Linked DNA regions of Zea mays: region 2 is linked to region 1. A link is a contact called in public Hi-C data. All regions are on one chromosome and are shown on one strand. Each heading gives the region's core, a stretch centred on a gene start, on an enhancer-like site or on the middle of the called end of the contact. The rest is flanking DNA. Distances are from core to core; before and after follow the strand shown.

Region 1 (5,937 bases), core at 1,540-4,039:
AGACCATGCTCCTTGCATACATCAACAGTGAACTAGTGGGAAAACACTAGAAAATTCTGATCAAGAAAACATTTAGAGAAAGGGTACAACTGACCTTTCTGATAGCATCGCTGAACCTTCTTCAAATATCTCTTCAACGATACCAACAGCTGAATGCTGTTTAGTCAACTTCTGAGAAGGGTCCTTCGCTTTCTTTCTAAAAATAAAAGACTTCAGCTTGCTCGTCTTTTTAGGAGGAGACAGAGGCCGTATTGTTTGACCAGGTGGGATTATGTCAACAACAATGCAAGTTGTATCATCCTTTAGCCCTCTTGTCCTGAGTGCCTCCTATAAGATTATTGCATACAAGTACTTGGGTTAGAAAAAAGGATGCCTAGTGATGTAATGATAGTAATTGACAACCATAAGAAGCAGCATCAAGGATAAGCAAGAATTTATAACCAAGTGGTAAACTATTTACCTTAACAACTTGCTTTGCGGCAAGCTCAGCAGGCAAACCTCTGCAAGACTTAGCAGCGGCTTCTGAGGATAATGCATCCCAAATGCCATCTGAAGCAATAATAAGTCTTCCTCCAGCATTTGACAACTAGGAGAAAGAAAAAACGAACAAAGTCAAATCACACAATTATCATACTGGCAGATTGCATGTACATGGATAATGTAAAGCCTAAAGATCAAACACAGAAGAATTTCTGTTATTTATTTTTGAAAAATAAATGAGTACCTTCACTTGCTTCACATATGGAACAGGGACAATAAATTCGCCAACATCGATATCTCCAATGGATCTTGATAAGCATAGACCTCCAGGCCAGCATCGTAGCGGACCAATCTTGTAACAAAGTAGGACAATTGTTATGTCGTTTTGTAATCCTTCAAATGTTAAGCTACTAGTATTTAATGCATGGTATAATACATATAGCGTAGAAAGCTAGCACGTAAAATCATATCCTTTTCAAGTGAGAGCACACCTCTGCTCCACCAACAACACTGAGTCTTCCAACTTCACCTCCACTTGCTGTAACGCGCTCCCTCCTACCATAATTTTACATGATAGTTTTGGTAAAGCCAAAATTACTAATATATTCTTCCACAGCAATTATATTGACACTGGTAGTTGAGGAAAGAATATTAAGACGTGCTACCAATTACATAAGGCAGGAATCAAAACCAAGGCTTTATACTTTTTTAACATTAATTACCATTAACAATTAATTTAATAATTAAACATTTATTTATAGTGACGGCGTAGTCAAGTTGTAGAAATGAAAATATGACTATTATAAAATGGTGGGAGTAAACATTTCAGTAACTAGAAATTGACTACTACAGCTAATTTTAGTTGACAAACAAAATCACATATGCATGATGCATGTAATACTAATTCATAGGTTGAAAACAATAGGCTTGTTGACATGCAACATTACCAGCAAAGTAGGACAACAAATTACTTAGAAAGTAATTAATACTCACTCCTCAACATTTTCTTCTAGTCTGTGATCCACAGTAAGCAAAGAAACAGCCCCACCCTGAGCATCTAAAATACAGCGAGAATCACCAACAGAGGCAACAGTGATAGTCCACCCATCAATTATCACAAATGTAGCGGTGGTGCCAGAAGTTTGCCCTGATAAACATTAAAAATCATCAGCATTCATGATAAAACATGACAGTAATTGCAAAACACTGATTGTAGAATCATGCCTTTGCTCTGGAACTCCTTGTCCGTCTTAACAAACCCTGCAACCAGTGCTCGGGGCAACATGTGCAACCACTCCTCCCTGGACAGCCCCCGTGGCATAGCACTAAGGACATGGTTGAGCAAATTGTCCCTTGTGTATATTGCGGCTGCGTTACCATTATGGCCATCAAGTATCTGAAAGTGTGAAGAGTACAGTTAGCACTTGGCACCACTCCAGTCTTTGGCAATTGCTGCATTATGCATTCCAGCCACTCCAAGGACAGCTAAATTTATAATTGCAAACTCTGAGTTCAAAATCACATGCCCTGGTTTCAAGTCCAGGACAGGCCTACTAAAATCTGCACTCTGCAGCATGGCACACAAACATAATTAGCAACCATCTCCCGTAGATGCAAAGCAGACTCCAAGCTCCCAATGCAGCAAAGTTCTAGGGCCAGCAAATCCAAGGTGGCTAACTTGGTACTGTGATACACCCCACCTCAACCTCAACAGACAACAGATGCGGAATGGCGCGGTGCGGTACTAATACTACTATCCCACTGGGACAGATGGATGCACGAAGAACGGAGGTTCGAGATGTCTGGATAGGTACTCACAGCGAATACGGCGAAGATGGGGTGCGGGGAGGCCGAGGAGGAGACGGAGATGGCGGGACGAAGACAGTCCGTTCTGAGCAAAAAGAAGTCCTCGCCCTTTTTGCACTGAGCGGCGCACCCATAGCGCAGCAGCGGGCGCTCCAGCCGCGACTCCACCGCCGCCTCCGCCGCCTCCCCTCCTACGCCGGAGCTTCCTACTCCTGCCGCGTCATCGTCGCGCGCGGAGATCCTGCTTTCGCCGCCGGCTATGGATTGGCGCTCCGTGCGGGCCTCCTCCTTGATGAGCGCGGCGAGCGGCACGAGACCGCTCCCTCCTGTCTGCCGCCGGTAATGCTGCTGGTGGTGCGCCGCCGCCGAAGATGACGCAGACGACGACGACATTCCCCTGCCCCTCGACCCGTCCCCGATCGGATCGAGGCGGGGGACGCGAAGAAAAGGAGGCGGGGTGAGATACGCGGTTTTGGTATCGAGACAACTGCTTTTGTTTAATAACCTTAAAATATAAATCTTCCGTGTATATAAAAAGATGATTTTATTTTTATTAAATAATCATTTGTGTATGAATATTTATAATAAAAATAATAATATCATTTATTTAAGTGATTATTTTAATAAATATTACAAGTTTTTATACATAAATAATTATTTGAAAACTATTTAATTTCTATATATTAAATCGGGGGACAATTTGTGCTCTGAGTATCTACGGCAACCTTTTTCTAGCCGCACAATCGAGATCCGGCCATAGAACCCTATTTGTCTCCTTCTCCCTTTGCCTCCTGTGCCAAGCGTTCCATCCGAAAGCGTGAGCGTGTCCTACCGTTGGTCGCTACTCCTCCAACGCATGGATGCCATCGGCGGCAGCGCTCACCTCACTGTGCCATTGATCTACAACTCCGAGCTCTCCGCCGCCTTCGTCGCTTCCATGGTGGTGATGGAGCGGGCGAGGACGTTTCCTCCTCTGACAGAGCCATGCCTCCCTGTGCTATCCACCTGCGCTAATTCTACAACCACGAAGAAGAGATGGCCGGCTTCAGGTCTCCCCAATTGCAACTTTGCTCCATGGGAAGGGAAAAGGAGATCAAGCAGGAAGAATGGCGACAGCAGGCGAGAAGGATGGTGCAAGAAGCAAGAAGGATGAGCGGAGGCGCGCCTATATAGAGAGGCTAAGGAAGAGCTTGACTCAATTGAATGGAAAGTGTCATGCTCAACCTTCTCAAGTTAATTGTGATGACATGGTGGAGAAGCTTGAGAAGGTACAACCATAGCATGCACAAAAACCCTTCAAGAGACCATCAAGAAAGGCAAGAGGAAGGGGGAAAAGAAGAAAATCGAAGCTCTTACCAAGTTCCTCAACCATACCTCCATCCAAGGAAACAAACAATCCACACTTCCAAGCCTATACTAAGAAAAACAATAAGAAGTGTTATGAATTCCTTGAAAAGGGACATAAGATTAGGTTATGTGCCTACATCAAAGAAAATGGCTTGATCTTGGAGAAAAATGATAAATAATGTTTTAAATGTTTTGAGAAGGGATGTGGCAGAACCTCCCAAGTTATTGGGCCCACATGCACCTGCTCTTGTCTTAAAGACCTCAGACGGCTATGCATGTGCACTAGATAACTTAACAGGATCTGTCCGAGTGCCCCAAGGACCTCGGATAAACCAATTACAACCAGGACCACATGATTAAATAAACACAAATCACACACACCAACATTTTGCAGCGGAATTTCTTTATTTCAAAGTTACAAGTTACAACAAATTTACATTGTTTATCGGAGTGATTACAAAGTGGTTCAAAGTGATAAACTTTGAAATATTATAAATTATTTATAAGTTTGAAATATATGCTAGCTCAAGTGACCATCCTCAATAAGAAGTATAGAAGAGTTACTTAGACTTATAAGAAGGTGCCCACCGTCGCTTAACACCAATCACAATCAAAGTGACTCGTAACCTGCAGCAACAATGAGAATAAAACCCTAAGTATGCAAGTACTCAGCAAGACTTACCCGACTAAGGAAAAGACTCTCAAGGGTATGTTGGTTTCAAAAGGATTCAAGGTAAGGCTTATCAAGAATCAAGAACTCTGTTTGCAGAAAAGCTTACTATGAGTGGATCCTTAAAAAATCCATTTTTACTTGTCACGTTAAATAAAGTTACATGCATCTAGAGTTCTTTCTACCCTAGTTCAAGCACTTGGCCTATACTAGCCGTCTTTTATCATCTCATCAGTTCACTGGATTGCTACGTGTAAGTCAGTGACCAAGTCTTCATGTCCGAGAAGTAACGGCGATCCGAATCGATTAATACCCAGCTGAGGATCTCCAATCACACGACATATTTAGCACTTAACCCTTGCATATGTCAACTCACCATCGAGTTTCTTAAGACCAGACCAGGTTCACGCCAACCGAGAGCACAGATACACCACCGTCCACCCTCTTGCCACGGAGGGTACACGCTACTCTCACCATCTCTCCACTCCCATTGCGTGTTGGCCTTTCTAGTATTAGTCTGCCCGAGGCAAAGCTTACCCATGATGAGGCATGTGACCAGTTAAAAGGTCCTCGATCATCAGGCCCACATCGACACGGTCCTTAATCGACTCAGACGGAGACACTACACCGAGACTCCCTTCTCGTGCAAGTCAACCGCCCGGTCTCAGCTTTATCATTTAAAACCCAAAGCATCACCATGCGGAGTAGCCCGCGCTTGGGGTCGACTTTGCTCGTCTTCCGCATCGCGCGATCAATTATCGTACCTAATTGAAATGCACGATGCACATGAATGCATATAGACAGGAATAGCACACGACTAATTATCGCTATACCGAAGAGGATTAATTATTTAACCGCAAGGCATCACAACTTTCGTAAGTAAATCCTATATACCTATGACTCGCTAGCATAATAATCATGTTCGCACGGTTTAATCGGGCTAGCTCAAATCTTAAGAAAACAATAACCATAGACACAACCTATAAATGCTTAAGCTAGGTAATCATTATTAGACTAACGAAACATAGGCTTAGCCCTTTTCGGACATCTAAATTCAGGATACGACTAGAAGCAACCTAATCAGCTCCCTTTTTCCAGTTAACCTGCATAACACACTAACCGCGTAAAATATCAAGAAAATGCTAAAGTATTTTCTCATACTACTACACATCGCACACAAAGAACTATTTTAATTTTATTTCACGCCTCACATATTTTACATGTCAATAATTAATCAAACATTTCAAGTTTGACTACCAAAATATCCTACAAAATCAACGATGACAGCCTTATCGGATAATCGTTTGGATTACTAAATCAATTCTTCACGCTATTAATTCTCCTTACACAATAATCATTTTAGACTTGAGTTTCGCGTGACACGACCACTTTATACTTATGTACACAATATATTCATCAAACCAATAATTAAGCTAACAAAAATATGAATCGGCTTACCATACTAAATCTGACGCGCTATCCGCGAACACGACAAGGATTCTGGTTCAGCCCTTGTGTCGAGCACTTGGGGAATATCACACTGCTAGCTTCGTCTTCACCCGATTCTTGGGATTTCTTGATGACGCACGGAACGACGACGAGATCATGTCTGGAGCGAGCTGGCAAGGATACGA
Region 2 (5,937 bases), core at 999-3,498, 360 kb after region 1:
TGGGGTGGGCTGGCCACGGTGGCCGAAGCTCTGGCGGCAATGGCGGGCGGAATTAAGCTCGCCGGAGCTAAGGAGAAGTGGCTGGCCGGTGAGGGTGAGTGCGGGGCGAAGTGGGCGTGCCTGGGAAGGCTTTATAGGCGCGGCGCAGTGCACGGGCGGTCGTGGACCGGCGAGTGCGCGCGGGCGTGCACTGGGAAGGCGCGGTGCGCGAACGGGCGTGAACCAGGGGTGTCAGCCACGGTCGAACACGTGTTCCCGTTGCCTCTGCCCCTGTTCAAGCGCCGATTGGGAGCAAATCTTCGCGAATTTGGGCAAGATCACTGCAAGGGATTTGTTCACCAGACCAAGCTTTTTCTTTTGTGTATGGACGACGTGCGGTTTTAGGCTAGGGACAGGGAGTTGTAGCGTCACCAAGGTGCCAGTGTCAGAATGCCTGGTCCCGAGGTTGAGCTGCGCCAAAACCGTGTCAAATGAATTTGGTTTGAGTTCAAACTTTCCCAGAATGTGTTCAAGGTAATTTGGCACGACTTTGATATTTGAACCTTCTGGCTTTGAGTTTTGAAAAACAGAGAACACAGATGACCTTTGAGAAGAGGTCTGAAATTCAGAAATTCAGAAATCTGAATTTCCCTAAGGGTTCATTGATCAAGGGCTGATTTGGGGATTTATTTGAGTTGTTTTGGCTAAGCCTTCTCAATCTTTCTTGTTGCTTAACAAATATACTTTAACTTATATAATTGGCTCAATTCAAAATTTTAAACTTTTCATCCTCTTTTCACATCTTCTTGAATTTTGTTCATGGGGTTTACTTAGGGTTTTGAATTAGGGTTGCACATTCTTATCTTTCAAAAGTCTCAATTGTTTTGATCATGACACTTTTAAGTATATACTTGGTGAATTCTTTATTACTTAAGTTAATTTGATGCCCATGCTTACTTTGATTCACATGAAATAATGGTTCTTGGTTTGGCTTTTTAAAGAGAAACCCTAGGTGACACTGGGGTGTCACAAACACCGTCATAATGTCAAAATAGCGAAAAAACGTGTGTTAGAGCAGTACCATTTTGGTGAGTCATGGCTTCAGATTACTATTCCAGCAAAGGCAGATGATGGGCGTATCATAATGTCAAATATCTCATGCGACGACTAGTATACAAGCAGAAACTAGGTGTAACCTTGCAAACGAGCACCATGAGCCTTTAGATGGAGATCCAACCGTAGAAAAAGCTTTTACACTTAAATCCCTCCACCAGCACACAAACCATTACGAAACCCTCCCTGCTTTCCTTACCTGCTACACTGGCACCACCCTTCCCCTCCGTAGAAAAAGCTTTTGCACTTAAATCCCTCCACCAGCCCACAATTCCTCGCATGCACAAGCCTAGAGCTCTACTACAGACATTCTGCAGGCACAAGCACAAGTCCTTCTCCTGCTTTTGCCTCTTAACACACGCACACAAGTTCATACCCCCGTGGCAGAGGCGGACCTACATAGGCCCGAGTGAGGGCCTAGGACCTCACTCATTTCTCCTTTGAAAGTAGTAGAGTCTAATTTTTTTACTATGAAGTCCCTTGCTCAGCGTCGCTTAGATGCCCCTGCTAGAGTATTTTGGTGCCAATCCTTGCAAATATGCCCCCACTCATTTTGTCCTAGGTCCGCCCTATCCCGTGGGCCTGTCCTTGCTGCTCACACCGCACAACCCTGCACCTCGCCAAAATATGGAGTACAGATCGATCCACGTACATACACACATGTTTAGTCCCCCGTTGAAGCTTCCCGCAGTGGGGGACGATAAAACCCCCCTAAAGCCTTTACAGTCAACCCTCATGCTGCAAGCAGCGGTGAACGGTATACTCTAATGCACTGTTGCCGAGGCACACTTCAACCACAAATATTAAGTAGCCAACACACAACACTATCCTGTCTCTCTCCTCTGCCTTGACAATGGGCGACCACGTGGGGAGGCAACTGTGTGGTGGTAGTTGGGTAGAGAATGAAAAAGAAACGATATAAGATGTGATACTTGGTATAAAATTGAGATATAGAGTAAATATGATGGTTGAAAATTGTGATATATGATAAAAAAATTATTGATAAGGACAAAATATTTATTTTAGGATAGAAAGTTAGAGTTGTATAAGTGTGGAAAGTAGGGAAGGTTTTGTAAAGGTTTGTGTGAGGGATTTAAATGCAAAAGCTTTTTTCTATGGTTGTCTAAAGGCATTTTTATGACGCTCGCTTTAACTTGCTGCTTGCATACTAGTCGTCGGTAATATCTCGAGCCATCCGGCACCAAATCTTCCTCCACGCCGCCGGCTGCCCGGCGCCCACAGGATACAGTCCAGAGAAATGCCGGCCACCGCCGCCCAGCCAGGTGCAACCCCTCGGTCCGCAATCCGCTTCCTCCGCCTCCGCAGCACCCAAACCTCAAACCTCGCCATCCCCACGCGCACTGCTGCGCCCCCGCACGCGCGCCTCCGCTGCCACCTTTCCCGCTCCAGTGATTCCACTCCACCCTCACCCCCCACCACCCCCGACCCCGACCCCGACCCCGACCCTGACCCTGAATCCGAATCCGAATCCGAAGATACCCTACGCTTCGCCTTCGCGTGTGGTGGCGCGGGCGCCGGTGGTCGCGTTTACTCCGCCATCGCGCTCGCCGACGAGCTTCACGCCTCGCTGCCGTCCTCTCGTTCCCTCATTATCGGTGCGCCCGCCCCGTCCTTAGAGTCCTCAGCTGCCGCCGCGGCCTCGTACCCGTTCGCCCCCGTCCCACTGCACTGCCTCCCGCGCGGGATCCTCGCCGCGGCGCTGCACCTCCGCCGATTCCGCCCGCACGTCCTTGTTGCTACAGGAGGCGCTCCCGCGCTACAGGCCTGCCTCGCGGCGCTCATGCTCCGCCTCCCCTTCGTGATCCAGGACCAGGACGCCTCTCCGGCTCCCGCCACACGCCTACTCGCTCCCTTCGCCCGCCGCATTTTCCTCGCCTTCAATGCTCCCGTGCGGCTCCTCCCCAAACGCAGGTGCGCGGTCTACGGGAACCCCATCCGCATGTCCATCCTCAAGTGCAGAGCATCCAAGACTGAGGCCTTGGCGCGCTTCTTCCCGAGAGCGGGGTTATTGGGCGAACACGAGGCCCAGGTCGTGCTCGTGCTTGGGGGAGCGGAGGGGTCGCCGGAGATCAATGTGGCGGTGCTCAACGTCTACTACGAGTTGCTGAGGAGGAATAAGGATCGGTACATTATATGGCAGACGGGGACGGAGACTTTCTGCGAGATGGAGAGCCTCGTCAAAGGCCATCGCCGGCTTTTTCTTACCCCGTGAGTTGTCTTCGTTTGCTGTTTTCCTCACGGGCAGACCGAGTTGTTAGCCAGAGGCCAGAGCCTAGAGGGTTAGTTAGGGGATGTTTGGTTTGTTATGCTCCTCCCATTTTATTACATTTTAGTCCCTAAATTATCAAATACAGAAATTAAAATTCTTTTGGAAATTTAGAGACTAAAATAGAATAAAATGGACTAAAAATTAGTCTCTAGAAACCAAACACCCCCTTAGTTATATGATTTCTCACCTATATCAACACATTCATGCATCCTTTCAACACATGCAGCACACCCCACATTAGAGACAGAGCCGGTAGATCTTAAGATTGATAAAGTCACTAGGAGCTTTTCCCAATTAATTGACATATTGATATTGTGTACCCTAGAATGAATTGCCGTATTTATTCTATGATGAATCTAAGAAAATACAAGCACCCATATTATGTCTAAGACTTGAAATTGGATGAATATGTTTCACACAAGGAACCTATGTGCCACATTCTTGTATGCGCTCAAAACTTTGCCACATTCTAAAAGCTTTACAATTCTGCTTGATGCATTCAATTGGTCCAATTGCTAAATGCAATTTCTTTCAATCTTTATTGCTTGGCATTCCAATATCATAAACAATTCTCAGGCATGTCAATGCCATTTTCTTCTGCGTTGCACATGTTTTATCCTCTGCACTAGGTTGATTCACTGATTCTGACAGTTTCAGATGTTCCTACTTGTGAAGGTTCTTGCATGAACTGGAAATGGCATATGCTGCCTGTGATGTTGTAATTTCTCGAGCTGGTGCCATGACGTGCACCGAGATATTGGCCACTGGGAAACCATCAATTCTGGTATCATACATCATACATTGATATGTTGTTTTCTAATTCCAGTGGTTCTACTTATTCTTTTTGTCTTGATTAAAGTAATTTGAGTTTTTTGTGATTATTTAATTCTACTTGGAGCACAAGTCAAGTTAGACAACTACTCTATCTCTAATACCCAAGCAGGAGAATTTAGAACACAAAGAGTGGACCAAAAGTCAGTGAACTACTGTCTAGGTAGTCCTTTCGTCGAAATGTCCGCGAACTAGCGAGAGGACGAGACGTGGAGCATGTGAACTTGTCCTATTACGGCCTTTTTGCAGACGAAGTGGATGGCAATCTCGATGTGCTTCGTGCGACGATGCTGAATGAGATTAGGGTCATATAGACATCACTGCATTGTGGAAGCAATCAGGACGTGAAACACCCTGTAGCATTTGGCGAACCTAGCAACACACAACAATGATGTGGGCAACAACATGGTACTCTACCTCCCCGCTAGAATGAAACACAGTGATTGCCATTTGGAGGACCAGTTCATCAAATTATCATCGAGGAAAAAGTAGCCGGATGTAGAGCATTGGGAATCTTGACAACCTGCTCACTCTGCATAAGAGTATGCTATAAAAAACTAGAGAGGACCAACTAGTGATGGCAATGGGGAATTCCCTATCGGGGAATAGGTCCCCATCCCTGTCCCCGCGACGAATTTTTTCTCCATAGAGATCCCCACGAAAGCTTGCAGGGGACATTTCTTCCCCATCCCCGTTCCCCGTGGGGATAAATCCCCGACGGGGATCCCATCCCGCTTAAATTATAATTATGACGTATGTCCTTTGTTATTAATGCAAACCATTGTCACTTATACACATTGTGTCAGATGCAAGAAATTATTATGTGTACATCAAAATGAACATATTTGTACAATGAGTGATCTTTTGACAATGTAATTATTTATTTTTATCATTAACTATTATACAAAAAAATTGTCGCATGCAAGTTTTACGGGTCCCTGTAGGGAACGGGGATGAGGAATGCTTCCCCATCCCCGTTTACCCGTCGGTGAAGAATTTTTACCCGTTTACATCCCCATGGGCGAAGAAACATCACCATCTCCTAATAGAGGAATTCCCCGCGGGGAATCGAGGATTGGGTCCCCATTGCTATCTCTAGGACCAACCCCTATGTGGAGGTCAGTGTCGAGAGTGCCCTTGATATTATGGAAGATGCTTGACCAACGTAAGGTGAGGTTCACACGAGTTATACATGAATAGGCACACCTGATAAACAACACATGCCAAATCTGACTATTGAGCGCACGTTGTGGTCGGTCAATGGGTTTGGCCCCCTGATCGGCCACAAGATGCTTGTTGTTGGCCTCAAGTTATCTTGACTGCACGTTGTTTACGGTGACATGGAGGCGGCCTTGATCAGCCTTGAAGGAAGAGACCTCGACAGACATAGTGTTGACGTTATCGCCCAACACGTCAACCGCAACGAATTGTTGGTCACCTTGCTGAGCACATCATTGAGGGTGATGGTGAGGTTTTGGATCTGGGTGACGAGGTCGTCGAGCGTGACGGTTTTGTTGCTATTGTTAGAGGCCATGGTGGTGGCGTAAGTGATGGAGATGGGATCTGGTGATGGTGCAGGGAACGGTGGTGATCACGGAATGACGCAGATAAAGGGAGGGAGAATTGCTGGATCTTTTTGTGTATTTTTGCTTTTGTCCACCTTAAGGTGGTTTCCTTGGATGTTTGGTCTATTTTAGACCTCTATTTCTATCCTCTTAATATAC

What was found. A called contact is a pair of places that touch in the nucleus more often than the background predicts.
Region 2: a Hi-C map of endosperm shows a contact between it and region 1, with 3 times the contacts expected there. The contact joins the promoter of LOC100283509 here to the promoter of LOC100285147 in region 1. A contact is called at or near these places in 3 of 25 Hi-C or Micro-C datasets (ear, endosperm and tassel).

Annotation. Positions count from the first base shown.
Region 1 is chr3:75,776,502-75,782,438 of Zm-B73-REFERENCE-NAM-5.0, forward strand. It overlaps LOC100285147, which reads right to left and starts at 2,790. Exons shown (of 8, transcript NM_001158041.2): 1 at 2,299-2,790; 2 at 1,705-1,876; 3 at 1,474-1,627; 4 at 972-1,035; 5 at 725-832; 6 at 461-586; 7 at 95-327. The coding sequence starts at 2,679.
Region 2 is chr3:76,141,198-76,147,134 of Zm-B73-REFERENCE-NAM-5.0, forward strand. LOC100283509 (glycosyltransferase family 28 C-terminal domain containing protein) reads left to right here and starts at 2,249. Exons shown (of 4, transcript NM_001156409.2): 1 at 2,249-3,321; 2 at 4,058-4,166. The coding sequence starts at 2,351.